Regions from separate parts of the Mus musculus genome. Here regions 2, 3, 4, 5 and 6 are each linked to region 1. The links are chromatin contacts, called in public ChIA-PET, HiChIP or PLAC-seq, capture Hi-C and promoter capture Hi-C maps. All regions are on one chromosome and are shown on one strand. The core of a region is the stretch at or near the end of the contact, and the rest is flanking DNA. Distances in the headings are between cores, read along the strand shown. Region 1 holds the start of Tsnaxip1 (translin-associated factor X (Tsnax) interacting protein 1). Region 2 holds the start of Slc7a6os (solute carrier family 7, member 6 opposite strand). Region 3 holds the start of Smpd3 (sphingomyelin phosphodiesterase 3, neutral). Region 4 holds the start of Hsd11b2 (hydroxysteroid 11-beta dehydrogenase 2). Region 5 holds the start of Slc7a6 (solute carrier family 7 (cationic amino acid transporter, y+ system), member 6). Region 6 holds the start of Esrp2 (epithelial splicing regulatory protein 2).

Region 1 (4,833 bases), core at 313-2,812:
CCACCATGGGGTTGCTGGGAATTGAACTCAGGACCTCTGGAAGAGCAGTCAGTGCTCTTAACCACTGAGCCATCTCTCCAGCCCCCTTGACTCCTTTTTTTTTTTTTTTTTTTTTTTTGGTTTTTCAAGAGAGGGTTTCTCTGTATAGTCCTGGCTGTCTTGGAACTCACTCTGTAACTCTGTAGACCAGGCTGGCCTCGAACTCAGAAATCTGCCTGCCTCTGCCTCCCAAGTGCTGGGTTCAAAGGCGTGCGCCATCACCACACAACCTAGACTCCTATTTTTTAAAAAGTGATTTAACACCAAACCTCAAGGAGGAATGCAAAATATTTACATTTATATCTCAATGGTGGTGAAAACTCGGTGTTATAAATGGCTGCAGGCAATGTGTGCTCAGGAGAATTTCCTAGTATTGAATGACCTTCACAGACAACCCATTAAAGTAGCAAGCAGGGATATGAGAACAAAGGGAGAAAAGCCCATACATAGGAGGAGAAACATTCTCCAAGGAAATATAAAACTCTAAGGTCTCTTTTATCAGGTTCTGCTTACATTCTACTGTGCTAAGCTCTGATCTGTCCATCTTGTTGACCCTCTCTAACGTCTGAGGGAGAAAACCCACACTGCATCTCTATAAGGGAAACAGTGTGTCACTACATGAACTGTGAATTAATATGTCACATAACCATCAAACTCAGCTTATAAAAACTACATTGTGCTCCCTTCCTAATGAATGAAGATTCTGAGTCTGTTTCATATTCTGTGTGTTGCTGGGGATCAAACCAGGTCCTGGCATGTTCTAGCTACAGCCCCAGCCCTATTACATATTTTTTCATAGACAGTAATTTTCCTGGATTATGCCTTTGATGGGAAACAGTTGTCTCTTTCAACCTGCTGCTGCCTGTTTCTCGGAGACTTTTTTTTTCCTTCAGGGACAATCATAACATTGGTATTTTCTGTCCTTGGAACCTCTGTAGGCTTATTATTATTATTTTAATTCATTTATTTTAAGATGGGTCTCTCCATATAGCCCTGACTGTCCTGCAACTCTCACTGTTCAACAGGCTGTCCTTTTGTAGCCTTTTTCTACCAAGGCAGCAGACCTTGAAAGATTAGAGTTGAGAATGAAATCACCTCTCTCGCCCTTCTTCCACTACTGGGAATGAGCAGGTGGGAAACTGAATGCTTCTTATAAACAGGAGTTGTGAGAATTTCACATATAATTATAATAAGGCACTTCGTTTTTTAGTGTCTAGCTAAGATCATCTATCTACGATAAAGTACACCTGCACTTTTGGCAGCTTGTAACGTTCTTACTGGACTGACGAGTCAGCCCCAATTCTATTACAACTGTATCGCTGATTCTGCGGCGCTGAAGTCCTACCCAAAGAACAGACAGTGCAGCGATCGGAATCAGTGTCATTTTTCTTTTTGGAAATATTCAAGTCTTCCCCGCCCTCAGCCCGGCCAGGTGCTACCTTGGCTTGGAGAAACTTTTACGCTCCTGTAGGTTGGCCATGACTTTGGAGCAGATGCAGGATTGAGCCGTTGCGGTAGTGTACAGTCCGTTGCCATAGGGACCAGACCCCAGCAGCCTCTGCGTTGAGGGCGGGCTCACAGTTGAGCCACGCCTCCAGCCCCCGCCCCCGTGAGCACTCTGGAGAAAGGCCAAGCAGTAAAAGTAGACCTGGAGCTGGGGATGGGGTATTCTGAGAACCAGTCAATACAGCAAATTTGATATTAGCTACAGAACTGAGGCAGAAGAATAAAGTGAGACCGTGGACGAGGAAGGCGAGCTTCGAGGTCTGGCCACTTGGCCAGTCGGGAATGGTAGTTCTCAGTGGTTCGGAGTCTTCGTTGTACTGGCTTGTGAGTGAGCAGTGATGTACTACATCTTCCGAAGTTCTCCAGGAACCCTCGTTGGCCGGCTTCTACAGCGCTATGCATTGTGGGATATGTAGTCTAAATCTGGCGAAGTATAGTAGTGTCCAGAGAAAGGTTGCCGGGACTCGGACTCAGTTTCCCTACGACCCTGGGATGCTCACGGCCCATTGGCTGAGCAAGGCAAATCTGGTTGCACTCCTCCCCGCCCCCAGTGACACAATAGCAGCTCCCTCCAAGATGGCGGCGGCGACGGCAGACCCGGGAGCTGGGAACCCGCAGGCTGGGGACTCCTCCGGTGGGGACTCCGGGGGCGGGCTACCGTCACCTGGAGAGCAGGAACTGAGTCGGCGCCTGCAGCGCTTGTACCCTGCGGTTAATCAGCACGAGACGCCGCTGCCGCGCTCCTGGAGCCCCAAGGACAAGTACAACTACATCGGCCTCTCCCAGGGAAACCTCCGTGTCCATTACAAAGGTATCAGCGGGTCTGGCCGCTGGGAGACAAGTTTACTGCGTCTGCAGGGAGGCTGTGCCCATTTTCCCTTTCTTTGCCCGGGTTTTCTGAGAGTTGGGCCTTAGCCCAGCGGAACGTCCAGAGTAGAGGGGTTGGTCAGGCCGGGGTTTACCCTGCTTCCTTTGCTCTGTTCCTAAATATTAGACTCAGAGACAACTGCATTAAATGTCCAAAACTAGACAGGACCTTCCACTTCAGGGCCACCCTTCTTTCCTGAGCTGGCTCCAATTTATGCTAGGCCCTTTACCACGGCTTAGTTTCAGTCTTTTTTTTGCAAAAAGAGGTGGTAACATTGCCACAGTAAGTGCATGGGCTGCCTGGCTGCCAGTCATCCCGGGACTGGGCTAGGCGCTGTGTGCTAAAGTTGTTGTTGGTGACTTCCATTTTTGCCACTTCCTTCCCCTGGGCTCCAGGCTGGGCTGTTTGGATTCTGGAGAGACGGACAACAGTATTCAGTGTCTCTCACACACTTCTGTTGCCTGTATCTACCTTGTTTTGTTTGTTGTGGAGGACAATATCTCTGTCAGGACTGTTGGTCTGGGGTGGAGATGATCTAAAGGCGGGAGGCTTAAGTGTTTACTCAGTTGTCTTATTATTCCTCAGAGAGTACAAGAACTTCTTCTGGCCAGGGAGGGTTGAATTTACCATGGCGTAGAGAAAAAGGAGGCCTTCATTTGCGTTTTTCTGGTGTTGACATTCCTTCCTTGGCTTCTTACATCAGGTCATGGCAAAAATCACAAAGATGCAGCCTCTGTACGTGCCACCCACCCCATCCCAGCAGCCTGTGGTATTTACTATTTTGAAGTAAAGATTGTCAGCAAAGGAAGAGATGGGTAAGCCTACTTAACTATCCCTTTCCCTCCTCAACATAGGACTGATGTTCCCCGTTGTCAGTGTTTGAAGCTCCTGAACTAGTATCAGGGACTGATATTAGCCTGCTGACCTACTTGGATCCGGGCTACCACTCCTCTGACTAGAGACACGATCTGGTCTGAACAGTGAGTGGGCTTTGAGAGCAGTGGGCACATTATAGGTGGAGCGGAGGGCACTTTTTTTTGTATTGTAATTAGATAGTCATAGATCGGGGTTGTAAGTAACAAGGTTACATTAACAATTCAAAGGGCAAGTGGGGTTTCCCCTGCTAGCATGTGGTGTTTGTGACTTCCCTTGTTTTCGAGGTTGAGGTTCCTTTTTATGGCACTGAGACAAGGAGAGGCATCAGGAAGCTTCAAAGGGACAGCAGAGTCTGCGCAGCTCTCTTCAAAGCTGTGGCAGCCACTGTCATCTGGATAAACAGTGTTCACACAGTCAAAGTCAGGTGACCTTGCTGCTCATAAACTTGTTTTTCAGTCCAAGGACTTGAACACCAGTTGGACCAGCTTTAGGAAGGTCTTATTAAAGTCAGCATTAGGGAGACTCCCTATTTTAGGGTGACCTAAGCAGACACAAGGTATCAGAGGGGACATTTGTCCTTCTCTTCCTTATTCCTCCAGTCTCCTTAATCCATCTAGTAATTGTCACAAAGCAGATGTCCCAAGCTACTCCAGAATGTGACTGTAACTATTTTGGGACAAGCTTTCTTTTTTTCCCTTCTTTTTTTTTTCCTCTCTTTCTCTTTCTCTCTCTCTCTCTCTCTCTCTCTCCCTTCCTTCCTTCCTTCCTTCCTTCCTCTCTCTCTCTCTCTCTCTCTCTCTCTCTCTCTTTCTTTCTTTCTTTCTTTCTTTCTTTCGTGGGGTTTCTCTGTGTAGCCCTGACTGTTCCGGAGCTTGCTCCATAGACCAGGCTGGTCTTGAACTCAGAGAGATCTACCTGCCTCTACTTCTGCCTCCTGAATGCTGGGATTAAAGGTGTGTGCGATCAGCACTACCATCACCCAGCTAAGGGATAGGTTTTCTTAGGTCTATTATGGGAGGATTGCAAATCCTACCAGTGGCATTCATGTGGACCTGAGTGTGTGTTTTTAAGCTTTTAGATAACTTTTGTCTCCTAACAACTGTCTCACTTATGTTGTGTGCAAAATGCCAGGTTTAGACGCTGAGCCTGAACTGAGCATGGTGTTGCAAGGCTGTAATCCCAGCACAAGTAGGGTGGGGTGGGGAGAAAGCAGGCAGATCTCTGTAGAGGCCAGCCTGGTCTACAAAGTGAGTTCCAGGACAGCCAGGATTATTTCATTAGACCCTGTCTCAAAACAAAATAAAAAAACAAAAAGGCTGAGTCTGGGCAGAACTGTTGGGATCGGAGCCTTGAATGTTTTCTTAGTGACTTTGTGACATCCTGGCCTTGGAGGGGCCTCGGACTTGAGTACATCTTGGGGCTTGAGTCTCATCACAGTCATTCTGGGATCTAAACTGCCTTTAGCCTTAACATTCAGTGACTTTAGAATTTTAATCAAGGGAATCTGTCGCATCTTTAACTTTCATTCCCATCTGCTTCATTTG
Region 2 (4,564 bases), core at 856-3,355, 380 kb before region 1:
TGGGATGCAGCAACTTCTCTCAACCTCACCTTTACCGAGCTCCGCCCGCAAACTCTGTGTCTCCACAACTCGTGCTTCTGTCGACCTCTAGCATCACAGGAAGTGTCCAAACCTTAACACCTCCTCCTCTCGGGTGGGCATCCCATCCACCCGGTCATCTCGCCGGGAGGAATCTTGGTGCTTCTTGAACTTTCCCCTCTTGCTGCATTCAGTGGGTTACCAAACTCCTTCCTGCTCCTCCAAGCTGCTCTGCCTCTCTCACCTCCACTGCTTGCTTCTACGTTAGGACAGAGGACTCCCTGTCCTCTCTCCAACCCACTTCCCACACTGCTCTCAGCAGGTGCTCTCTTCTCCTAACAGAGACCTCAACTGCTCAGAAAAACAATCTCCACAATCTTCTTCAAACCTAAATTGACATGGAGGAGCCCTGCACCCCTGCAGCCAGCTGAGCAGCAGCCCTGGGTACCTGGCAATCTCCTGGTGGTAATCATAGTGTTCATCCTCCTCCAGCCACTCCAGGGATCCCGTGGTAGGATTGGCACGGCCACAGAAGACCTTCATGGTGCCAACTGGCTCCTCAGTGTTTGCACAGAAACGTGAGGCTTGTTAATTTACTTCTTAGGAAGATATCTTGATATCAGAAACCTAATCAATTATAATGCCTAGGATGGAGAGAAAGGACAAGAAAACAAAGAGAAAAAAAAAATAAAGAAACAGACAAAAATGTCAAAGTTACTTACAATTCTTTATTAATGATAACATCGACCTTCAATCTCAGGTCTGGAAGGCAGAGACAGGCAGATCTCTGTGTAAGTTCAAAGTCAACATGGTCTTCATAGTAAGTTCTAGGCCAGCAAGAACTACATAGTGACAGCCCATCTCAAAAGAAAATTAACCAGTATTTTGATATTTCTGACAAGAGTAATTTTCATTTTTTATATAGGATATACCATCAAAAACTATAATAAAAGCCAGTTGTGGTAGCTCATGTCTAAAATCTCAGCACGTAGGAAACTGAGGCAGAAGGATCTAAAGTTTGATGCCATCCTGGGCAATGCTGTGAGACCTTGTCATAAAACAAGAACAAAACAGAACAACGTGTCGTTGCATGTCTTTGATTCTAGCACTAGAAAAGCAGAGGCAGGACCATCTCTATGAGTTCCATGCCTGTCAGGGCTGCACAATGAGATTCCTGTCTGAAGAAAAATTTGGGGGTGAGGGGGGGCCTACAGTAAATATATAGGGCTGTTTGGAAGTTTCGCCACTTTTCAGAAATTCCTACATAATTAAAAAGGCCCCACAAGTCCATCGGGGTCCAGCCTTCAAGTGAAGGCAAGTGAGAAGGCAGGGTAAGCCGAGCAATGAGCTAACATTATACAGTAAAAGCGCAGAAGTGGTTATTCCGCAACAGATTAAGGACACTTGCTTATCTGTGATGTCGCTAGGGTTTCACTAAGAACACACTTAAAAATGCACTGAGGGCCACTCCAGTGTTTTAATCAAAAGCATGTCCACCTCGGGCACACAAACGTCTGGCGCTTCTCCGGGTGAGTGTCGTGAACTGAATGGTTCCCAAACTGCTCAGAATACGAACTGAGAAAGCCATCCCGAAGCAAAACCGCCCGAACGGTCCCGGGACCGAACCGTTCCCGGCTGGGTTAGGGGCGCTGCATACAACTGAGGTCCCGCCCGGTGTGAGTGACTGGGGCGAGGCTTCTGACACAAGTCCTGCGCCCGGCGACAGTCTGAGAAAGGACAGTCACCCACGCGGACCGCTGCGGCAGACCTGCTCAGGGTGCTTGAACCACTCCACGTGGACTCTGGAGCAGCCCGGAAGATAAGTACACCGGAAACCCAAATATCCCCAACGCCAGAGCCCTAAAAATGAGGCCGGAAGACCGACTGCACCCAGGCCCAGCCACGGCCCAACCTCCCCAGCAAGCCCAACAGCTCACCCGCTGTGGGAAGCGATCCACTCGCCGCCACTCCCGCGGCCATTTTGCCTCTCCCACTGTGGGTGGGGCGTCGAGGCGTAGCGTGACGTTCCGTGAGGCCCCGCCCGCTGAACTGGATGGACATCCCGTCGCGCCCCGCGCCTTCCCACAGTACTCCGCGATCGCCGCTATGGAGGCCGGCAGGACTGCGGTGTTGCGCGTGAAGCGGAAGCGCAACGCGGAGCCCGCCGAGGCGCTCGTGCTGGCCTGTAAACGCCCCCGGAGCAGCGAGGTCGAGTCGGCGGCTCGGGAGACGCCAGAGGGCCAGGAGGCGGCGGCGGCGGAGAGAAATGTCTTCCAGTTGGTTGCCACCGTGCGATCCCAGGTATGAGAAGGGTGAATGGACTCTTTGTGGGAGCGATCTTTGAACGCTGCCCGTGTCGCAGTCATCTCTTTTCCCGACGCCCCTCAGGAGGAGCCAATCCAGCAGCTTGTGCGGGCTGCCTTGCGCCCGTCCCGGAGCAGCCAGCTGCGTATCCGCCGCGATCTTCGTGCCTCGGTGCGCGAGGTCCGTAAAGAGGGCCGCTACAGGGTGGTCTCCAGCCACCGATCCTCGGGAACCTCGAACAGTTTGGAGCCTCAGTGTGGGTCAGAAGCTGTCGGGGATGCGGGCTTCCAGTTGTTGGACCTGGTCCACGAGGAGGAAAACCCAGAGGCTGCTGCCACCGACTGCCGCAAAGTGAGTACTGTATATGTCTGCTCTGCTCCCAAAGGCAGTAATGAAGAGCATACACACTGTAAGCTTAAGAATGGATGATCCATCTCTAAGAGTTGACCTCATTTTACCTGATTTCTGTTGTTGTTTTTGTTCTGTTGAGATAGTTTTGCTGTGTAGCTCTGGTTGACATAGTACGGGCTATGGAGCCCAAGCAGACCTCTGACACACAGCAGTTCTGCCTCCGTCGCTCCAGTGCTGGGATTATAAGTAAGCATGTGCAACCCACGCCCCTTAGGATTGGTTTTCTTTCTTTCTCTTTTGCTTGTGTCGTAATACACACCTTCCCTCCCAGCATTTGGGAGGCAGTACCATGTGGATCTCTGAGTTCCAGCCCAAAAAGGACTACATAGTGAGACCTTGTCTCCAAAAAAAAAAAAAACAAAAAGCAAAAAACAAAAACTTTGTGTGTGATTGATCAGGCCTTTAATACTCAAGAGGCATGGATCAATAGATCTCTTCTTTCAAGGCCAGGCAGAGCTACACAGTGAGAACGTGTATCAAAATAAATAAACAGAATTGATGTAGGCCTTTTGAAAGTGGATTTGGCTATTTAAAAGATATACAGTATTTAGAGATGATGTTAAACTGTCATTGCTACGAAAAATGAGGTAAATATGGAAGGAGTTTTAGCTCACAATTTTGGAGGTTTTGGTGCAGTGTATGGTCAGACTACTAACAATTTGCCTCCAACCTCCCTGAAGACGGGGCTCTAGCATTTATATATACCCTCTGAGAAGTTCCCAGAATTCCAAATGTCACAGAAACTATCTACAGCTGACAAAAACCACTTCTGCTAGGGCATGAGGCAAATCATAGTCAGCTGCTTTAGACAGCTCAAAGCAGCCCCACATCCCCACACCTGGGATTAAAACAAAAAAAAAAATAAACTGTTTCTGTGTTCTTTAAAGAAACCAAAATTCCAGACTTGTCACTACAAAGGGAACTTGCGGCAAGTGTTCTTCCTCTGAGCTAGATTCCTAATGTGGTATTTTCCTTTTCTTAATCTTCACAAATACTATGAATTAGATACTTTTATCGCCATTTTGTTTTTTTTTTCAGAAAGTTTTTATTAGCAAGCATTGGCTATTCAAAGTAATAGTTTTTATTAGATTTTGTATGTCTATACTCACTCCTGTTGAACCTTTAAAAAAAAAAGCCTTATTTATTTTATGTATGTAAGTACACTGTAGCTGTACAGATGGAGCTCACTCTGTAGACCAGGCTGGCCTCAAAGTCAGAAATCCGCCTGCCTCTGCCTCCTGAGTGCTGGGATTAAAGGCGGCTGTCTCTACCTTTTCTAATGGGAAAACCAGAGCCTTCATGTGGTTGTTGGGAATTGAATTTTAGGACTTCTGATCACTCAACCCTGCTCACTCCATTCAGCCCACTTGCTTCGGTCAGCCCAGCTCCGGCCCAAAGATTTATTTATTATTATACATAAGTACACTGTAGCTGTCTTCAGATGGGCCAGAAGAGGGCATCAGATCTCATTACAGGTAATTGTGAGCCACCATGTGGTTGCTGGGATTTGAACTTAGGACCTTCAAGAAGAGCAGTCAGTGCTCTTACCCACTGAGCCATTTCGCTTGCCCCCCTGTTGAAACTTTCTTAATGAACCCTGATTCTTTTTCTTTTATTGCTATGCTCTTTGAGTGTGTGTGTTCCCATTAATTTACTTGAGGTTGCTTATAGAAGTATGGGTGAGGAGGCTTTAGCTGTGTTACCTGGCATTTATTTCTATGCCTGTATTTGGTTTTTTTTTTTTGTTGTTGTTATGCCTGATTTTTTTTTTTTCTTGAGACTATGTAGACCAGGCTGGCGTTGAACTCAACAGAGATCTGCCTGCTGCCTA
Region 3 (4,585 bases), core at 1,238-3,737, 510 kb before region 1:
CAGCCCAGGGTCACACATCTAATCAGAGATAAAAATCAGGATTAGGACCTGGCTTCTCGACTCTAGCAGATTTTATTTAAGTACCCACGGGGGTTCTGGGAGAATCCAGGAACCTTAACTTTTTTCCTGTTTGGTACCATTTCCTGAAAATTAGCATAACTTTTGTGGGAGGGGCAATACTCGGAGTCAGACAAAAGGCCGTGTACAGGTAGGTAGGTGCTCTGTCAATCTAATTTCCTGCCCTAGCGATACTTTCAAAGGGCTCAACTGACCTCCAAGGGCTTCACCTCCGGCTTTTGGTGGGTTTCTTCGCTAGGCTTCTGTGGATGTCCACTGTATGGCATAGTTCTGTTCTCCCAACAGCCTTTGCTCTCACTGTATCCACAGACTTGGATACTGAGCTTCAACACATCCCATTTCCCTGTGCTCCTGGCAGTAATGAGTAACTCATCCTTAGTAATGAGGCTGTGTCTATTAAGTCAGCCCCAGTGGCCTTCCTCCATGATTTAGCCAAGATCAAAGCCCCTCTGCGAGGCTTACTCGAGGTCCTGTTAGGGAAGAACTAACATTTTATTCATCCTCTGCCCTAGCCTTTGTTCTGTACCGGGATAGCAGGCTTCCTTTCTTTCAGGCTCTGTTTGGAATAGTAGTCTTTCCAGTTACTTCCTTTCCCAGTGTGAATCAACTATGCACATGAAGGCATTCTTTCCAGAATGGTTGTGTTTTCATACACCCTAAACTTCTAGGACGATGACAAACAAACTATGGATGGAATTAATGAGACATCTAGTCAGTATCAGAATCTTTCCTGGGGATTCAGGAGGAAAAAATGCTACCTAGCAAGGCAGGAAATCACTGTGGAGTCCTATGATGCTGAGCAGAAGGTTTAAAGGCCAGCCAGCATCTTATTTCATGACTGACAGGTGAGAGAAGATCTTCCCAGAAAGGGAGTGGGAGGCAGGCATTTAGACATAGAAAGTAGGGCCAACAGCTAAAATAGAGGAACTGGTGACATTTAGTGGGGGAATTGACAGGAATAGCAGGCACAAATATATTTCTCTAGAACCACAGTAGTAGAAAGACCCTGGGACATTCAGACAAAATCCCAACCAATCCTAAAAGTATGAATGGCATTTAAACTTTTTTTTTTCAACCAGTAGCATCCTTCTAGTGAACATCTTTAGGAGTGGGAAACACCTTAGAAAATAAACATTTTTTGAAGGTGTATGCTGAAATCAGATAAACCGCTGTTCATTTTCAATAACTATAGGTAAATCTCAGCATTTGTTGAGTGCCTCCTGTATGTCAGAGGTTGTAGACACGGAACTATAAATATGAATAATACAGGACTTGCCTCTGCTTTATAAGTTTAGTTTCATGAGGAAGCTGGGTGTGTAAACATGCAAATCAAATAGGGGAAGTAGAGGCTGACAGACACAGAAGATGTGCAACACTCGGCAGAACATCAAGGAAGTCGTCACACATCAAGGCAACATTTAAACTGGGGCTTAAAGGATGTTGAGGAGTTGGAGGACGGCATGATGGAGGGGATCAGAGGAAGAGAGAAAAATCAGTACTCAAGGCTTGCCAGTTTCCAAAGTTCAGAACGATGCAAACGAGAGTGGAGTCCAATTCTCAAGGGACTTTCCAGCTTTGCTGTGAAAAGTGGATTTGATCCCAGAGGCCCGAGGAAGCCTGTGAAAGGTTTTAGGCAGAAGCAGCTCACTCTACCAGAAAGTACTGAAGGAGAGACTGCAAAAATGTGGGGACAAGAAGGAAAGGTCCTAGTGGCGCAAGGAATGTGGCCAGAAGAAAAAAAACAAAAAAAAAAAAACAAAAAAACAAAACAAAACAAAAAAAACAAACAAACCTTCAGTGTCAGAATTAAGGAAAAAATATAAAAGTTCAGATTGAGGTGTGAAGGTCTCCTCCAGTATCCTTTATCTCTGGTGGGGAGGAACCAAAGCGTCTCGCTCTCGATTGGCTCCACCGAGTGTTGCAGCGAGGCCGTCTCGTTACCTTTCTTCCTAGACAGGGAAACTGAGGCCCAGGGTCCTCAAGTAGAAACAGAGAGAAAAAGATAACCGAATCCGTCTTCCAAGACGCTAACCACAGATCACATGTGGTCTTGCAAGGGTCCCAAGGCCTGCCCCACTTCCCCATCCCCCATTCCCCAAGGGGCTGAGTTTGCTATGGAAACAGTCCTCCCACCCTCCTCCGCGCCTAGGGCTCCTCAATGCACTCTGGGAAATGTAGTCCATTTGTTTACAAGCCCGCGGCACGAGCCCACTCCACAGCCCTAAGAGACTACATGTTCCAGCAGGCAGAGCAAACACTTGGGCGGTCTCTGGGGGCGAGGTCCCAACGGAGGGACCGGAACCTCCCAATAGGCAACCTCCTGGGCGGATCCTGCGTCTCCATTGGCCAGAGCAGCTCGCGGGAGGCGGGGTCAGCGGAATGAGGCGCGGAGCTGTTCGCCGCTCCAGGTGCTGAGTCCGAGGGAGGCTCCGGATGCCAGAGCCGCGGTCGCTGTAACCATCGCCGCCGCGAGAGCCGTCTCTAGGAAGCCCCGGTCGCGAGGAGCTGGGAGGCGCCGCGTGCGCTGCCCCGCACCGAGCGCCCTCCTGTGCGCCACCTGAGGTGGGTGCTAAGGACTTGCTTTTGTTTTATTGAGGAGAGGGGGGCCTGGGGAGTTGATGGGACGTGTCCTCGCCGCACTTAACACCATCTGTCCGTGGAGCTGGAGGGACTGACTGCGGGCCTCTTCGTGGCCCAGGGCCTGAGGTCGGAGCAACCTCGGCTGGGTTTTGTCGTATGGTGAAAGAGCTTCTTGAGTGTAAGGGATGAAGGGCTGGAAGACCCTCTCTGGTCTCTCGTAGGAGAGCGTGAAAAAGGCTTGGAGTCTCCCTTTTCCTGCGCCTAAAGTCAAGGCTGCTTGGGTTGTTGAGGATGGAGGGACTGTTCTGGGATGAGAGGTTTGGAGATAGAGGGACCCTTCCTTACAACACCCCAGCTCGAGGCTGCAAACAGGCTGCAAACAGGGATTGGGATGTGACTGATGAGACACCTCCCCTCCTCTTAGACTCTCCTAGGTTTCGAGTTGTTAGGGAGACCCTTCCCTTTGCCCTCCTTTACATCCAGGCTCTCCCCTTATGACTTGCTCACAGTTGGGTTCTTTGTGGGATATTTGTTTTTGGGAATGGAGAAAGTGAAGGGCTGCAGGACTCCTCCCCACCCTGCTCCAAGCACTGATGGATGCTTGGGTCTTCTGTGATGGAGCCGCACCTAAGGTCTGAATAGCCTGGGTGTGGGAGGTGGGTAGAAGTGAGAGTCTGAGGTACCCCTCCCTACCTGGATCTTATTTCCCAGGCCCTCTCCACCTAGATCCAGGTCCCAGGCAGTAGAGAGTGGAGATCATCTCTCTTGCTCCGCCACACCCCGGGAATTAGAGCTCCAGCACCACGGCTAAGAGTCTAGATGGGCACCTGAGGGAAAGGACCCAGTGGTCTCCCTCTCCAGCAACCCGCAGCTCCTCCGCGTTCGCGGATCCTGGAGGGATGCTCCGCTGCATGCCGAGCGCGCTCCAGATCTGGACGCCGAGATCTGGTACCCTGCGAGCAGGGGTTGCTCTCAGGTGCCCGGCTTTCGCGCTCTGCCCAGGCATCCACGGGAGGACAAAGCGGCGGTGGCGGCACTGGCAGGCGTGCAGGGCTGGACTGCGCGAGGGGCGCGGCTGAGGAAGGGGGGCTTCGGGCGCGGCACGGGTAGCTTCCACGGAAACGTGCTAGGAGAAGAGAGAGCGAGAGAGACAAAGCGCGCTCGCTCCTCGCGGGCCCGCGCGAGCCGGGATGGAAAATCCCGAGGGAGGAGGTGGCTGTGCTGTGCTGGGTCCTGTGCCATACACTCTTCTCTGTCCCCACCTTCCAACCCCACTGCCAGTCCTGCCCCAAGAATGCGATGGGATTGATGGTTACTAGAGGCAGGACTTGTGACCACGAGGACAGGGATGACCAGGGACTCTACCTTGCAGTTGAGGGGATCTGAAGAAGCATGCTGACTAAACCCATTCAACCTCATGCCCTATCAGCTATATTAGGACAAATTTGGTTTTGTGGCTAGATGTGATTTTTATTGATAGTGGTGTGTGGGGCAGAGCGTGAGTGAAAATGTGACTGGATGAATGTGTCTGTCCATGCTCCAGTATTCACGCGTGTGCCTTGCTGTGGTGAGGCTATGCATATGGCTGGGGGAGGGGTGGGAAGAAGGAGGAGGAAGAGGAACCAAGCTTAGATGTAGAAGGTAGCAAGACAGTTATCCTTTTAACTCTCAAGTCACAGTTGCTGACCTAAGGTTCAACTTCAGGATGAAGGCAGCTTTAAACTGCCTCGGGTCCAACCTGAAGGACTGGCTATATTCCAGTCAGTGAAACTTCACAAGAATGTGACACCCTCTTTAGCCCTTTGGGCACCCAAATCTGACCCTGAAATCTTTATCAGTCCTCATTCCCTGGAGCACCTTATCATGCTGTAGGGGGCTGCCCTAATGACCAAAACCTACCTTATCACAACCACTGGCTGCCAAGGAA
Region 4 (4,323 bases), core at 1,002-3,501, 310 kb after region 1:
CTCCGGGGTCCTTACCCTCTTGCTCACCTGTAAACCTGCCTGCATGTTCACACACGAGCTTGACCCCTGTCTCCCTTCAGCACGAAGACACATACATAATGCATGCACACAAGGTACCAAGTCACACAGCCCAGACATGACAGCATGGCTGAGCTTGTGGCCTAGGTTTGACAAACAATTCTTGGGCATTCTTGGGGAGGGATGAGTGTAGGCAGAAAGCGCAGTGTTCTTGGCAGGTGGGTCAAGAACCGGTCACTTAAGTGCTCTTGCTGCTTGGTGGTGACTCGGAAAACCCCAGAGTTTTCAGGCATCAGGAAGCTAGAAGCCAACTTCCAGTGCTTACACGGGAGTAGGCTGGGGCCAAATTCTCTTCTCCCAAACACTGAGGTTTGCAGAGATGGAAGGAGCCTGGGGCACAGAAAGCATCCCTCTTCTCACCTCTTGCTCAGGCTCAAGACTAGACCAGTAGCAAAGACCTGAGGTGAGATCTCAGGATGCCCCAGCTGTATCAGTAGAACCTGAAGTGGCATAGGATCTGGTGAAAGCCGCTCACACAGGACAGGAAGAGATCTGTTCCATGTTTGAAGGCAGAGCCTATAACGAGTCCCTGCTTCATTTCAAGGGAATTCAGTAGCTTTCCTTCCTCAGGCTCCTGAAAGGGGGGGGGGGGGGGGGCTTGCCGTGGCTTCACACTCACTCTGGAAGTCTCTTCCATATCACCTGAGTCCTACTCAACCTCCACCCTCTCTTCCGAAGCCATATCACCTTAGTGCAATCTGGTTTCTCACCTGACATTCGGGTCTCCTCCCAAGGAAACTTCACATCCCCCCCCCCCCCCAGCCAGACTGGTTATTGACTGTCCCCTTCCCAAACCGTGCTTATTTCTTTCTGTCTTAAACCTTTGTCTCACGCCCTTTCTAGGATCCAAGACACCTTTCAGATTCCACCTGTCACTACCCAACTCCCTCCAAGGTCCAGTTCAAGGATTTCCTCCTAAAGTCTCCCGGCCCTATCCTATCATGCAGACCACCCATAAAGGACCAAGACCTCCAAGAAGCCATGGTGGTTGGGGGAGAAACAGCTGCCCCTCCCCCCATGCAATGGACCAATGCCCCCTGGCCTTCCTCCCCCTCCCCATTTCCTGCTGGGTCTGCAGCCCCCCTCCCCTCCCCTTCCCTCCTGATGACAGATTTATTCCCTGCTCCAGACAAAGAAAGCACAGGCAGGCACTAGAGACACCTGAGTCCAGCTCTCTGAGGACCCTTTCCTGGGCACCCAGGGCTGGGCAGGATGAGGTGTTAGGTGTAGACTGCAGGCGGCTGCAGTTTTGGCAGTGGGTAGCTGGATCTAAGAAGCAGCTACTCTCCAGCTGCTGTGAACTCAGGCGGTTCTGAACTCCAAGGATTCCAGCCAGAGGAGGTCGGGGAGCAGAACTCACCATCTAAGCACTCTGCCCCCAGAGAATAGCAGATACTGTGTTCTAGTGATGTGGGGGATGTCAGGCAGAGTTCAAGAGATGGCATTATCCCCGTCTCGGGTCTTCTGAAGTCCCCTAAAGTACTGTCTTCTGCTCCACACCTGATCTCTTAAGGAGCTCAGCATAAACTAAGTTTCTCCTCTTTCAGTCACTAGTTTCCTTTGAGCACCTGCCCACTCTCTACTTTCTCACCAATAATCCTCGCGGTCGCAGGTAGTTAACCCAGACTTGGTGAGGTGCCCGGAGCTTCCTACTTGGCTCACTTTCTTGCGTTTAGAGAAGGACTCTTACGTCTGAGCTGCGGAGTTCCCCTTGATGGCGCCCAAGGGAAACCCTCTAGGTGTGCGGTCCCGCCCTCCAGCCTGGAGTCCCTGCGCTCTGCACACTCACCGGTGATGAGCACCGCGCGAGTGGCCACCGGCAGGCGAGGAGGGCGCGCTAGGCGGGACAACGCGATCCAGCCAGCACCAGCCAGCACCACGAGTGCCGCCGGCGGGGGCAGCAGGCGCTGGCACAGCCAGTCGAGAGCAGCCAGCAGGGCCAGTGCCGCCAACAACGGGCGGCCCAGACGCAGGTCTGAGCGCAGCAGCTGCAGCAGCGCGCGGGCAGCCACCAGCAGCCAGGCGCCGCCCGACGGCCAAGGCCAGCGCTCCATGACTTCGGGGCCGGGCTGGGGCGGGGCGGGGGCCTGGTTGGGGAGCGCCGAGAGGGACTCGAGGCTAGGACACGGAATGCAGAGGAACACCGGCCTGGGGTGGGAGGGATACTCGCTTTCTTTGCGGGGTCCTCGGACCCAGCTTATAAAGCGCCCTGGGGGCGGGGTTGGGGCGGTGCGAAGGCGGGGCTAGGGTGGGGCTTTCCTCCACTTCTATCTTAGCACCCCACGCCAGGCAGGTGCCCCCCCGCCCAGCCCCCCTGTCTAGATCCGTTTTCGAAGAAGCCGGAACAAAGTCCCCAAGTTGCATGAGGCGGAGCCGTCAGTCGCCAGCTTCGCCCGGGAAAGGGCCAGTCTGCCCAACCCTGTGCCTTACATCTCATTCACTCCTGTGCGCCTATTGGCATGCCAAGGACTCTGAGCCTCCGAGCTCAGGAGTGCACATCCTGCTCACGCTTCCTCAGGGATACTTAACACACACATACCACCAACATCAGCACCACCACCACCAACTTTCATTCAAGTATTCCACATTGCTGTGGCTGTGACTGCCATGACTTCCAGAACACTGCATGGAAGCAGCCAGAGTCTGCTGCCAGCCACACCCGCCCCCGCATGCAGTGCCAGGCATGGCCTTAGGTCCCTGGTACACACGCCCAAATGTGCACTCTCACCTGGGTAGTTCTCAGCCACAGCTAGGAGAGAAGGGGGGTTCTGTTTCACTTCATTTTCTTCCATAGTCTAGAACTGGGGATGGAGGGAGAGGAAGGAGGAGGAGGAGAGAGACATACATACAGAGAGACAGAAACACACAGAGAAAGACAGAGATGGAAAGGTCAATGAAGGCATCAAGGTCTCCTTTTTTCTTTAGCTTCATCTACCCCCTCCCCAGGAACCAGTTAATGGGAAGACCTGGGAGAAGGGTCAGGACAGGGTGGTCCCTGATCTGCTACACTGAGTCCCCAGGGGATGAATTAAGTAGTGTGTGGGTGCATTTCCCTCCCTGTGTGTATGAAGGTCCTTGTTTGTGTGTGGCCTGGCACCCTGCGCCACCCCCGTGTCTGGCAACCTGTGCCTAACATGCATGCCAGGGCTCTGGCAGGCACTGGGGGTTAAGTGCAGAGCGAGGAGCAAAGCCGAGCTGTGGAGATCCCTACGTCTGTGAACCCCCAGACCTTCCCCCCTTGACACACACACCTCCCCATTCCTCATCTCTATCCTTTCTAGGTCCTGAGAGGGTCATAGATTCCTTATCACAGCTCTCTGTCCTGCGGTTCATTCTCTTCCCTGTATCCAGAATCCGGTCCAGTGTTTCATGTAAACACTCAAAGCCCTCCCTTCCATCCGGGTGTGGGTTCCTGAAGAGCCAGTGAACTCTTCGGGAAGGAGCTGGTGTCCAGACTCTCTTGAGAGGAAGAACTCTGCATGAAGACCCCTGTTCCCCACTCAGAGTCACTCCTCTGTCCCCACTCAGAGTCACTCGTGTGTTTCCATCCACCCATCCTCTGTCTATAAATATGGACAATGGTGGAACCCTGGCCTGGGTGTCAGGACTTGCCTGAGTAAGCTGTGTGTCCCTGACCTTGGGTGTGTGGCTTTGAGTTCTTTTATATCTGTGTCTATGGGGTTCTATGCCCTGTGTCATGTATGACCTTATGTGTGCTTGCACATAAGTGTGTATGTGCTACGTGTGCTTCCTATAGCTTCTGTCTCCTCTTCTTGCTTCTAGGAACTCAGAGAAACAATCCTTTTCTAAACCCACTGACTCCGGTTGTTCTGAGTCAATTGTCCAGGTCAAGAAATGAATGACATGCCTTGCTTTAACTAAGTTATCCTCCTTAGAATCCAGCTACAGTTTTTCCAGCCTCAGCCACTTTAAGTACTTTCCCTAAGGTAGGAAAAAGAGAGAGAGAGAGAGAGAGAGAGAGAGAGAGAGAAAGCAGAGTCCTAGGGGGAATAGTCAAGCTTCCCCCGCCACACACACACACCAGTTCTCAGAGCAAGAAATAGACACAAGAGAGCAAGGTGGGGAGAATGGGAAGCAGGGCTCTACCCTAGTCCCATGAAGTACCTGGGGAAACCCAGGACAGGGAGAGAGGGAGACTGGCTGAGAGTAGATGGGTGGAGGGAATTGTCTTTGAGTAGGATGCTTCTAGAACAAATACTTCTTCAGGTGGAACTTTTCCAAGTC
Region 5 (4,588 bases), core at 2,047-4,546, 340 kb before region 1:
AATAAGGAAAACTACCATATTCAATTTTTAAAGAAAAAAGTAACTCAATATAAAAATGCAATTACAAAGAAAGGTGTCAATATATTTATTGTAGCTTTTTTCTTTTCTTTTCTGGTATTTTTTTTTAAACTGGATATTTTCTTTATTTCCATTTAAATTGTTTTCCCCTTTCTAGATCTCCCCTTCGGAAATCCCCTACCTATCCTATCCGCCCTCCCCTGTAGCTTTTTTTTTTTTTTTAAGTTAAAAAAATTGTCTTTCTTTTTATGGAGACTATCAGCTAACTTAGATATAATTTACTTCCAGTCACAGTGGATAAGATATTCTTATTTCAACAGTATGTGCTAAACAGTCTTTTCTAGGGCTCCGGTTTTCCGCTTGTTTTGTTTCTTTTTCTTGAGACAGGATCTCTCAGTTGCAGCTCAGGCTAACCTGGGATTCATTACATAGCCCAGGGGGCCTTGAACTCTCTAACTCTCAGCCTCCTAAGTAATGATTAGACATCATATCTTAAATTATAAGTCACCAGAAATTACTCTTTAGAAAACATAAAATAGGGGGCTGGTGAGATGGCTCAGTGGGTAAGAGCACCCGATTGCTCTTCCGAAGGTCCAGAGTTCAAATCCCAGCAACCACATGGTGGCTCATAACCATCCGTAACAAGATCTGACTCCCTCTTCTGGTGTGTCTGAAGACAGCTATAGTGTACTTACATATAATAATAAATAAATCTTTAAAAAAAAAAAAAAAAAAAAGAAAACATAAAATAGAAAACAAAATTGTGGCTCAGGCCTATAATCCCAGCACTTGGGATGCTAAAAGTCGTCCTCAGTTACAGAGTCTGAGGCCAGCCTGGGCTACATGAAACTCTATCTTGAAAAAAAATTAAAAATATAAATGCATAATTTATTTACTAATAACATGTGTTATGTTTCATAACACTATGATTTTTAAGCCCTTTTACTAGCATCATTGTTACAAAGTATGCAAATTCTACAGATTCCAGCCAGGCAGTGGTGGCACACGCCTTTAATCCCAGCACTCAGGAGGCAGAGGCAGGAGGATTTCTGAGTTCAAGGCCAGCCTGGTCTACAGAGTGAGTTCCAGGACAGCCAGGGTTATAGAGAGAAACCCGGGTCTCAGAAAAACCAACCAAACAAACAAACCCTACAGATTCCTTTTTATAAATCATTAAAACAAAACAAAAAAAAAAAAGCAAATAAAGAACAGAGTGGTAATAGTCACCTGTCCAAACTAAATAAAAATTCACATTTTTTTAAAGTTGTTTGATCACAAATGGGTCGGGTACCAAAGAGAAAATTATTCCTTACTTCAAGGAATTACTTCTCTGTTTTGGCCATTCAATCTCTACAACAAAGAATAAATTCTTAGCTACTTATCAAAAAAATATTAACTTATAGAAAGCATTAGGATACTATTTCCTCTTGTAAGGAGGCAGAGGCAGGAAGATCTCTGAGTTCAAGGTCAGCATGGTGAGTTCCAGGACAGCCAGGGCTACACAGAGAAACCCTGATTCTAAGAGCATCATTTACACAACTTTTATAGAACATCTCCACACTCTAGAATTTCCTCTACCAAGAAACTTAGCAGACCAGCCACATAAATGAAACATGCTTTTGGTTTAAAAAAAAGGGGGGGGGGGCAGGGACAGGCTGATCTCTGAGTTCAAGGCCATCCTTGTCTACAGAGAAGAGTCCAGCCAGGGCTAAACACAGAAGCCCTGTCTCCAGTGGGGAAGGGTATGGAGAGGGGATCAGGCTTATGGTTTCCATCTTTGTCTCTCTTTTTCTCTTTGGTTCGAGGTGCTAGAAATGAAACCCACTTGCATGGCAAGTACTGCCTTCTCTCTCCACCAGGGTGGTGATTTTTCCACACATTTGCCAGGAAAGAAAAATCAAATATAACTCAAGTAAACAGCCTAAGACCCATGTCGGGAAGCAAAAGCTATCTGTATGAAATCACAATGGAACTTGAACAAAATAGGAAGCCTGGGTAGATTCCTCAAGGACCTCACCAGGTAAAGAAGTAAAAATGACCCCAGGAAGCAGTTGCAGACTTTAAAATCTGCTCCCCCTAAGTCTTTAAATCCGAGATCGATTGGCTCTCAGATATAAGGAGCCAAACAGCTGAGCATATATAGCCTGTTAGATGAGCTGCCCAAAACTGAGAGGGGTCGTTCTCCCCGCCCCCCAATAACAGCGGAGATTGCATTCTCTCCAACACATAACCCAGTGATCTCGATTGGTTCCCCAAGACTTGTTAAATTAGGTGTTTTCTATTTATACTGACCCATTACACAACGCGGTGACCAGCCTTTTGGCTTGGTGTGCAGAGTAACAGAAATTTTCCGAACATTTCCCAAATATTTCCTGATAATTGTGACATGAGATGGTCCAATGAGACGACAAAATACAGGAGACACTCAAAAGAGTAAGAGCACCGTGTTCCCAAACGCCAATACCTCAGCACTCTAAAAGTCCCAACCGGAGTCAGAGGTTTCAACAGCCCCCAAGAAGCTGCATTCCTGCATTCACACACCCGCCCTGCTGTCTCTGCCCTCCTCACACACAACGGCTTCTTCCTCCTCCTCCTCCTCCTCCTCCTCCGCCACCTCTCAGTGCTCCAGGGAGGTTCACCCAGGCTCGCACGGTCACGGACTGCGAAGGGCTCAGTCCTTCAGCCTTCACGCCCGCTTCTCTCACACTCAAACCTCCTTCACCGTCTCCGTCTCTCTCAGGGTCGCACACACTCCAGAGCCACCCTCACGCCCACGGTTTTCCTCCTCGCACTCTGGGTTTTTCCGTCTACACACACACACAAACAAACACACACACACACACACACACACACACACACGGCCCCTTACACTCACCATCTCACAGTTTTTCACAAACAGTCCCCCTTACACTCGGGATCTTGCACACTCACAAAGCCACCCTCGGGGTCTCTCTCCCCACACACGCGCCCGCGCGCGCGCCTGCGTCTTCCTCACACGGCGGTCCACTCCAGGGATCCACGCTCCCGGCGTCCTCTTCTCAGCCGCCGCGTCTCTCCCGCGCCCTCCGCCCCACGCGGTTTCCGGCCCCGCATCCAGCACGCGGCCACGGAGGCCACGCAAGAGTGTTCGGCCGCACACCAGAACGACCCCGAGCCGAACCGGAGCCAGCCCCTCACCTCCTCGGCCTCGCCAGCTACCTCCTCGTGGCCCGGAGCTTCCAGGATGCTCGGTCGCGCCGTCGCCCCGGCGGCCGCTCAAGCCCCGCCCACGCCACGTCACTCGCACCGGATCGCGACAGCGCGCGCCGCCAGGGGACCCGGCTCGGAGCGGGGGCCCCAGGCGGCGTTGCTTCCGGGCACTGGAGCACGCCGGGGCCCTGGGCGATCCGCGTACCGTTACGGAGCAGCCTCCAGCAGGCCGCGCCCGGACTCTCCCCGCGGGCTGTGACTGGGGTGCGGTCACCCTCACCTGGGATGGACACTCCCCGGCTCCCCACGCAGTCACTTGAAGCCTCTGGGGCTCCACGTGAGGATGCTGCTGCTTGGAGCTCTAACGGGCCCACACACACCTTCTCCTCCTTGGCCTTTGGGGACTGCACGCCCAGTGGGACCCCAGACAGTTGACACAAAGAGCTCTGGACCGCCTCCCTATCTAGATAACTGCCTCCCTTCAGCCCGGGAACCCAGGAAGAAATACACTCCCGGGACCGGTGCTCTGACACTCAGTTCAGACTCCATTAGACCCAGGAAGGCTGCCACTTCTGGCTCTCTTCGCTTTGTCCTGGTCTCCCCCGACCCTGCTGACACCCCTCTTGGGGATGCTGGGACATCCTGACCTTTTCTTCTCCCGTTGGTTGCTCCTCTATCTCCTTTTAGGTTATCTTTTTCCTCTAGTGGCGCTGGCGTTCATTCTAAGACTTCCTGCCTTTTATATTCCACCGGACCTTCTAACAACTGACCAGTCTGGCAGGGATAAATATAGTCTAACGAGACAGTTGTGCTTTTCTCGTAGGCTATCAGACTTTAAAAACAAAACAAAACAAAAAAAAAAAAAAAAAAACAAAAAACAAGAACAAAAAACCCAAGAAATCAGTATTTCCTCCAGGAATAGCCTGCTAGGAGATCAAGTGGACGAAACATCTAAAGGAGGAACATATCTCCTGGCTAAATATTTACAACTTGTCAGATACCTTGAAAGAAACAGACTTGGGAGTTTGTTTGCAAGGGACCCCATTCTTTCTGCATTTCTCGCTTAAGATTTAAACCTTATTGAGAGATAAGTAGTGTGCCGGGCAATAGTGCCCATACCTTTAATCTCAGCATTCAGGAGGCAGTGGGAAGTCACTCTATGTGAATTCGAGGCCATCCTGGTCTACAAATCGAGTCCAGGACAGCCAGGGTTCTGTTACACTTAAACTTTGGAAAAACCAAATAATTAACTAAACCTCTCCTAAAGTGCTCTCCTTCCTCCTTCCTGATGAATGAAAAAAACAGGGACATGATCACTCCTAGGTATGGTTGAAGAGAAGGTTTTTTGTTTTTTGTTTTTTGAGACAGGGTTTCTCTGTAT
Region 6 (4,348 bases), core at 614-3,113, 310 kb before region 1:
TGGAAGGAGAGGACCAAGTCCCACAAGCTGTTCTCGGACCTCCACCCTGGCACTGTGCCTTGTGCGTGCCTACACAAAAACAAATAAAGGTGATAAAGCAAAATACCAAAGACTTTGAAGTTCTGGAATTGTTTTAATATGGGGAATGCCTGGTTGAGAGAACCAGAGTCGAATGAATGGAGCCGCTCAATTCTGTTGACTCTTCAGATTCGTTACCTTGCAGAAACCTGGGAACAGCCGCTTCTTTCCAGGGGGTTCGGAACAGCCAGGGATTCCACAGTCAGCAAGATCTCCCGAGAATCGGGAGGCGAGGTCTACAGGTTGAAAGGGGAGCCTTGCTCGGAGGTTGTGGGTAGAAACCGATACCAGTAGCTCTGGGATAACTGGGTAGGGAAGCCAAGACTCTGCCTCACTGAACCTGAGCCTGTAGCGAAGACCTTGTGAAGTTTAAATAGTCAGGACGATGGGTTGCAGGGGTGTCGAGAAGGAACTAGTTGGAAGGGAGTGTCCTTACCGGAAAGCCTGGACTGACGCAGGCGCGCTCCGGAATGGGAGGGAGGAGGGGAGGGGCTTTACCTCAAGGTTTCACTGGGTTCCTAGAACAAATATTTGACATTCCAGGCTTATCGTGGTAGCGGGGCTGAGTAGGCAGGCTCCGGGTGGGCCGCCTGGTGAAGGGTCTCAGGGTGTGCGCTGCGGCCACTTCTCACTATATTGGGTCGCTGTGTTCCTGCGCTATTGTGTGGACAAACCCAGAAGGCGCACTATACATTCTAGGTCCTCTGGCTCCGCACGACCTTCCTTGGGCATGAGTTAGGGATGCACCCGGGCTCTGGGTTGCCTTTTATCCAAGACCGATAGGAAGCAGCCCGCTTTTCCAAACACACAAGGTTCTTCTTCAGCCGGTGGCATCCTGTATTCTAAGTCCCACGCCAGTACCTTTTTACTCTCGCCAGAGTACTAATTACAGTCGAGTAGGTGGGAAACTATCCTGAGCCCACAGGGCGGCCTGGAAACAACAGTAAGGGAGTTTCACCAAACTGCATGGGATGAATGGGACTCTTCTGAACTGGGTTGGGGGATGCAGACTCAACTCTACACATCTCAACTCTAGCCGCTCTCTGCTGGAGTGCTTTCAATAGCCAGATAACACTTCTATCATCATCCAAGAGAGACAAAAACAAGCAGGCAAACCCCAAGTGGGGTTGGTAGGCTGAACTTCCAGATCTCTACCAGCAGACACGGCTTCATTTAGGATACAGCTCTCTAAAGTTTAAGCACGATTTTCCTACCTTGGCACCAAGGCCTGAGCCTTCAGGTCCACAGTAACGTGCGCCTTGCACTGCCGGCACTACGCCGACCCGACACCTGTATGGGCACGTCCTTCTCTGTGATCTCTAGTGACCGCCCACAGTTCTAAGAACCCTTGATCTTTACCTCCCTCCCTTTCCCCAACGGATCTCTCTCACCGACTTCCAGTGGATACCTGGTAGCGCTCACTGTCGGCTTTTGACCCTTTGTAACTTCCATTAACCTCAAGCCAGACGTCGCGACCTTTTATAGTCCCTAGATTGCCTCCTGTTGAATTCCATGGGTCTTGCGTGACCCTTGCAGAATGGAAAGAGGCCTCTGATCCTGCACATTCTTTTGCGGAGGACTCAGAGTGCCTGCTAGAGAGGAAGTAGGAGAAAGAATGGATTCGTCCCAGGAGTCTCGCCGGACTGCAGCAAGAGGTGGGACTCCAGCCGGCGAGCGCACGCCTCAGCAGAAGTGAGCTCTTGCCTCCTGGGCAGGGTTTTGGCCCTCCCGCGGGGTTCCCTGGGCCGTCCTGATCACGTGGCCTCTCCGGGCCGCAGGTAACTCGCCGGAGTAGGCAGGGATAGGCAGCCGCACCGCCCAGCCCCAAAGGGCACCGCGGGCGGGTCTCTGCAGCTCCCACTACACCCGGCCGCAGGTGCCGCCCCCAACACACCGGATCCCGCCCAAGCTCGTCTGTCTGCTGTCGGTCGGTACGTGTGTGCGCCTCGTCGGTCCGCGTGTGTGGCCGAGCGCCCCCTTCCTCTGCGGCCATGACTCCGCCGCCGCCGCCGCCCCCACCCCCGGGCCCAGATCCCGCAGTAGACTCGGCCACAGACCCTTGTCCCGAACCTCAGTCGCTGGTGGTTTTGTTCGGGGCCACTGCCGGTGCGCTGGGGCCGGACCTAGGCTCGGACGAGACCGACTTAATCCTCCTAGTTTGGCAAGTGGTGGAGCCGCGCAGCCGACAGGTAGGGTGGGAAAGAGGGGACCTCGGGACGCTTCAGAGCCTGTTGAGGCACAGCGGCTCATGGGGTTACCCTCGGTGCTTTTAGGTGGGGACGCTGCACAAGTCGCTAGTTCGCGCCGAGGCGGCTGCCCTGAGTCCACAATGCCGCGAGGCGAGTGGACTCAGCGCAGACAGCCTAGCGCGGGCGGAGTCCCTGGACAAAGTGCTGCAACAGGTGAGCGTGGGGGCCCGCGTGGGTGGTGGAACTGCGGAGTGGCAGGGACACTACTTCGAGGGGGAGGGGAGGAGGGGAGACCTGGAGCGACGCGACCCAGTGGCACGGCCAGTAGGACAAGGTCTTGTTTGAAACTTTTGAGCGACTACCGCGTGGAAGCGTGCTAGGCCATTCCCAGAGCCACCTTACCTTCCAACCTTTACAGACATCCACTCCTGCCGAGGAAGTTGACAATAGCGGCTAAGGGATCCATCCCCCCGAGGCCCCTTCCTCTCCCTCCCACTCCCCCCGCTAGCAGAGGACACGTCAGAAATAGGGTCGAGGTGGGCTCAGGTTTAGCGGTAGATCACTTGGTCTCTGCCGCCTGCTCTCCTGGGAACCGCTGAAGCGAGGGCGTCGGGCGGTGTCTGCCTCGGGGGCAGACGCCTCTAGGTGAGGCCGGCTGGTTTAGGCCTGCCTGTCCCAGCTGACTGGCCAGGCGTGGGTGAGTGGGTGCTGTCCGAACATTATCTAGGGGCTACCTGCCCAATGAGCGCAAAGGCCTAGGCGCATGCCCCCTCCCATACCCACCCCGCACCCTGGCCAAGTGGGAGTGAGTTTTCCCTGTTTGCATTGCTCACTCACCCCATGACTGAGTTGTAATGAGTGTTAAGTCCTTTCCTCTTCTGACTCTCGTTCTTAATGAGAAGACCTACAGATGCCAGGTTACAGAAGGGCTCCAGGCCCACTGCTCACCTGGGAGGGTGCTGTAGAAAAAAATCTGGTTGCCTTGCTCTGTCGGCCTTAGATTGGAAAGTGTCACAGAATTGCCAAGGGAAAGGGCCGGATCGTGCTGGATAGCCTTCAGAGTGCCACCCACCCCCCTCTACGAGCAAACAGTTCTGTGCCAGTTGGTCGATGGGGTGTGGGTCAAAGCTCAGGCTGCTGCGAGTGGCCAAGTATGAAGCTCTGTCCTTGGTGGCTCTGTTCCTGGGTTGGTCGGACCAAGGGGCGGGGCTGCCATTGACCATGGGCCTTTTGGCCCTCGGGCAGGTGTGAACCTCCCCCACCTGTCTGAGGGTGGTGCCTGGTCCAGGACAGGTTTAACCTGCTTTGCTCCTCCCCTCCCCACCTGCTTGCCTCACTCCACCAGGTGTTTGCTCTGGCCCGACTCCAGACTCCTGGAGTGTGTTTAATGGGGGCTTGGGTTATGTGCGACTGCTCTCATTTGGCCTAGAGGAGGTGACAGGGAACTAGGCTAGGGGTGGGGATTAGGAGCCTGGGATTTAGGGCAAGGCCTTTTACTTCCCAGGCAGGGTAGGGTTGAACATCCTGATGAACCAGCTTTGCAGCCTGAGTCCCTCCCTCCTGCTACCCCTCCCCCCCAGTTTCAGCTGTCTAGCTGTGAGTCTATGTCTGAGTCTCCACTCCCTGTCCCCAGTTCTCACAGCTGGTGAGCGGGGATGTGGCTCTGCTGGGCGGGGGCCCCTATGTGCTCTGCACTGATGGGCAGCAGCTGTTGCGACAGGTTCTGCATCCTGAGGCCTCCAGGAAGGTATGTCATTGAGGGCACATGGGTACGGTTGGGTTCCCAAGGCCCCTGTTGTAAACACCTTAGGTTACCTATTCACCCCCACTCCCATGTGCTCCCAGAACCTGGTGCTCCCCGACACCTTCTTCTCCTTCTACGACCTCCGCAGAGAATTCCATATGCAGCACCCAAGCACCTGCTCCGCCAGAGACCTCACAGTGGGCACCATGGCACAGGGTATCTGTGACCCATCAAAATTAAGGTGGAGGGGTGACTAATATGTCCAAGCATGTGCATGATGCCGTATGGGCTGTATGAATGTAGACAGGTCTATGTTTTTAGCCTCATTCTTTGGGAT

The links. Promoter capture Hi-C pulls out the DNA fragments that hold promoters and counts their contacts. ChIA-PET counts read pairs in DNA pulled down with a chosen protein or histone mark. HiChIP or PLAC-seq counts read pairs in DNA pulled down with a chosen protein or histone mark. Capture Hi-C pulls out chosen DNA fragments and counts their contacts.
Region 2: a promoter capture Hi-C map of pre-B cells shows a contact between it and region 1, with 4 times the contacts expected there. The contact joins the promoter of Slc7a6os here to the promoter of Tsnaxip1 in region 1. A contact is called at or near these places in 4 of 39 promoter capture datasets (embryonic stem cells, hippocampal neurons, pre-B cells and 1 more), 2 of 484 Hi-C or Micro-C datasets (both in embryonic stem cells), 2 of 115 datasets of contacts at active chromatin or transcription factors (effector CD8 T cells and pro-B cells) and 2 of 9 other capture datasets (adipose tissue and pancreatic islet).
Region 3: a promoter capture Hi-C map of pre-B cells shows a contact between it and region 1, with 2.4 times the contacts expected there. The contact joins the promoter of Smpd3 here to the promoter of Tsnaxip1 in region 1. A contact is called at or near these places in 2 of 39 promoter capture datasets (embryonic stem cells and pre-B cells).
Region 4: a capture Hi-C map of embryonic stem cells shows a contact between it and region 1, with 2.3 times the contacts expected there. The contact joins the promoter of Hsd11b2 here to the promoter of Tsnaxip1 in region 1. A contact is called at or near these places in 3 of 39 promoter capture datasets (hippocampal neurons, liver and pre-B cells), 1 of 115 datasets of contacts at active chromatin or transcription factors (pro-B cells) and 2 of 9 other capture datasets (embryonic stem cells and liver).
Region 5: an RNA polymerase II ChIA-PET map of effector CD8 T cells shows a contact between it and region 1, with 13 read pairs. The contact joins the promoter of Slc7a6 here to the promoter of Tsnaxip1 in region 1. A contact is called at or near these places in 2 of 39 promoter capture datasets (the C10 cell line and hippocampal neurons), 1 of 115 datasets of contacts at active chromatin or transcription factors (effector CD8 T cells) and 3 of 9 other capture datasets (embryonic stem cells, liver and pancreatic islet).
Region 6: a contact with region 1 is called in an H3K4me3 HiChIP or PLAC-seq map of embryonic stem cells, with 11 read pairs. The contact joins the promoter of Esrp2 here to the promoter of Tsnaxip1 in region 1. A contact is called at or near these places in 6 of 39 promoter capture datasets (cranial neural crest, hippocampal neurons, liver and 2 more), 2 of 115 datasets of contacts at active chromatin or transcription factors (both in embryonic stem cells) and 2 of 9 other capture datasets (embryonic stem cells and macrophages).

What each region holds. Positions count from the first base shown.
Region 1 is chr8:105,824,473-105,829,305 of GRCm38.p6, reverse strand. Tsnaxip1 (translin-associated factor X (Tsnax) interacting protein 1) reads right to left here and starts at 1,562. Exons shown (of 16, transcript NM_024445.4): 1 at 1,479-1,562. The coding sequence starts at 1,519. Ranbp10 (RAN binding protein 10) reads left to right here and starts at 2,098. Exons shown (of 14, transcript NM_145824.5): 1 at 2,098-2,356; 2 at 3,117-3,228. The coding sequence starts at 2,122.
Region 2 is chr8:106,208,474-106,213,037 of GRCm38.p6, reverse strand. It overlaps Slc7a6os (solute carrier family 7, member 6 opposite strand), which reads left to right and starts at 2,105. Exons shown (of 5, transcript NM_001007567.2): 1 at 2,105-2,319; 2 at 2,407-2,673. The coding sequence starts at 2,125. Prmt7 (protein arginine N-methyltransferase 7) reads right to left here and starts at 1,984. Exons shown (of 18, transcript NM_145404.1): 1 at 1,956-1,984; 2 at 467-662. The coding sequence starts at 561.
Region 3 is chr8:106,335,867-106,340,451 of GRCm38.p6, reverse strand. It overlaps Smpd3 (sphingomyelin phosphodiesterase 3, neutral), which reads left to right and starts at 2,487. Exons shown (of 9, transcript NM_021491.4): 1 at 2,487-2,640.
Region 4 is chr8:105,516,674-105,520,996 of GRCm38.p6, reverse strand. It overlaps Hsd11b2 (hydroxysteroid 11-beta dehydrogenase 2), which reads right to left and starts at 2,251. Exons shown (of 5, transcript NM_008289.2): 1 at 1,868-2,251. The coding sequence starts at 2,132.
Region 5 is chr8:106,167,562-106,172,149 of GRCm38.p6, reverse strand. Slc7a6 (solute carrier family 7 (cationic amino acid transporter, y+ system), member 6) reads right to left here and starts at 3,296. Exons shown (of 10, transcript NM_178798.4): 1 at 3,196-3,296.
Region 6 is chr8:106,134,489-106,138,836 of GRCm38.p6, reverse strand. Esrp2 (epithelial splicing regulatory protein 2) reads left to right here and starts at 1,863. Exons shown (of 15, transcript NM_176838.2): 1 at 1,863-2,267; 2 at 2,352-2,480; 3 at 3,901-4,014; 4 at 4,113-4,227. The coding sequence starts at 2,070. 1810019D21Rik (RIKEN cDNA 1810019D21 gene) reads right to left here and starts at 3,437. Exons shown (of 4, transcript NR_040346.1): 1 at 3,216-3,437; 2 at 1,487-1,670; 3 at 1,293-1,368; 4 at 114-1,009.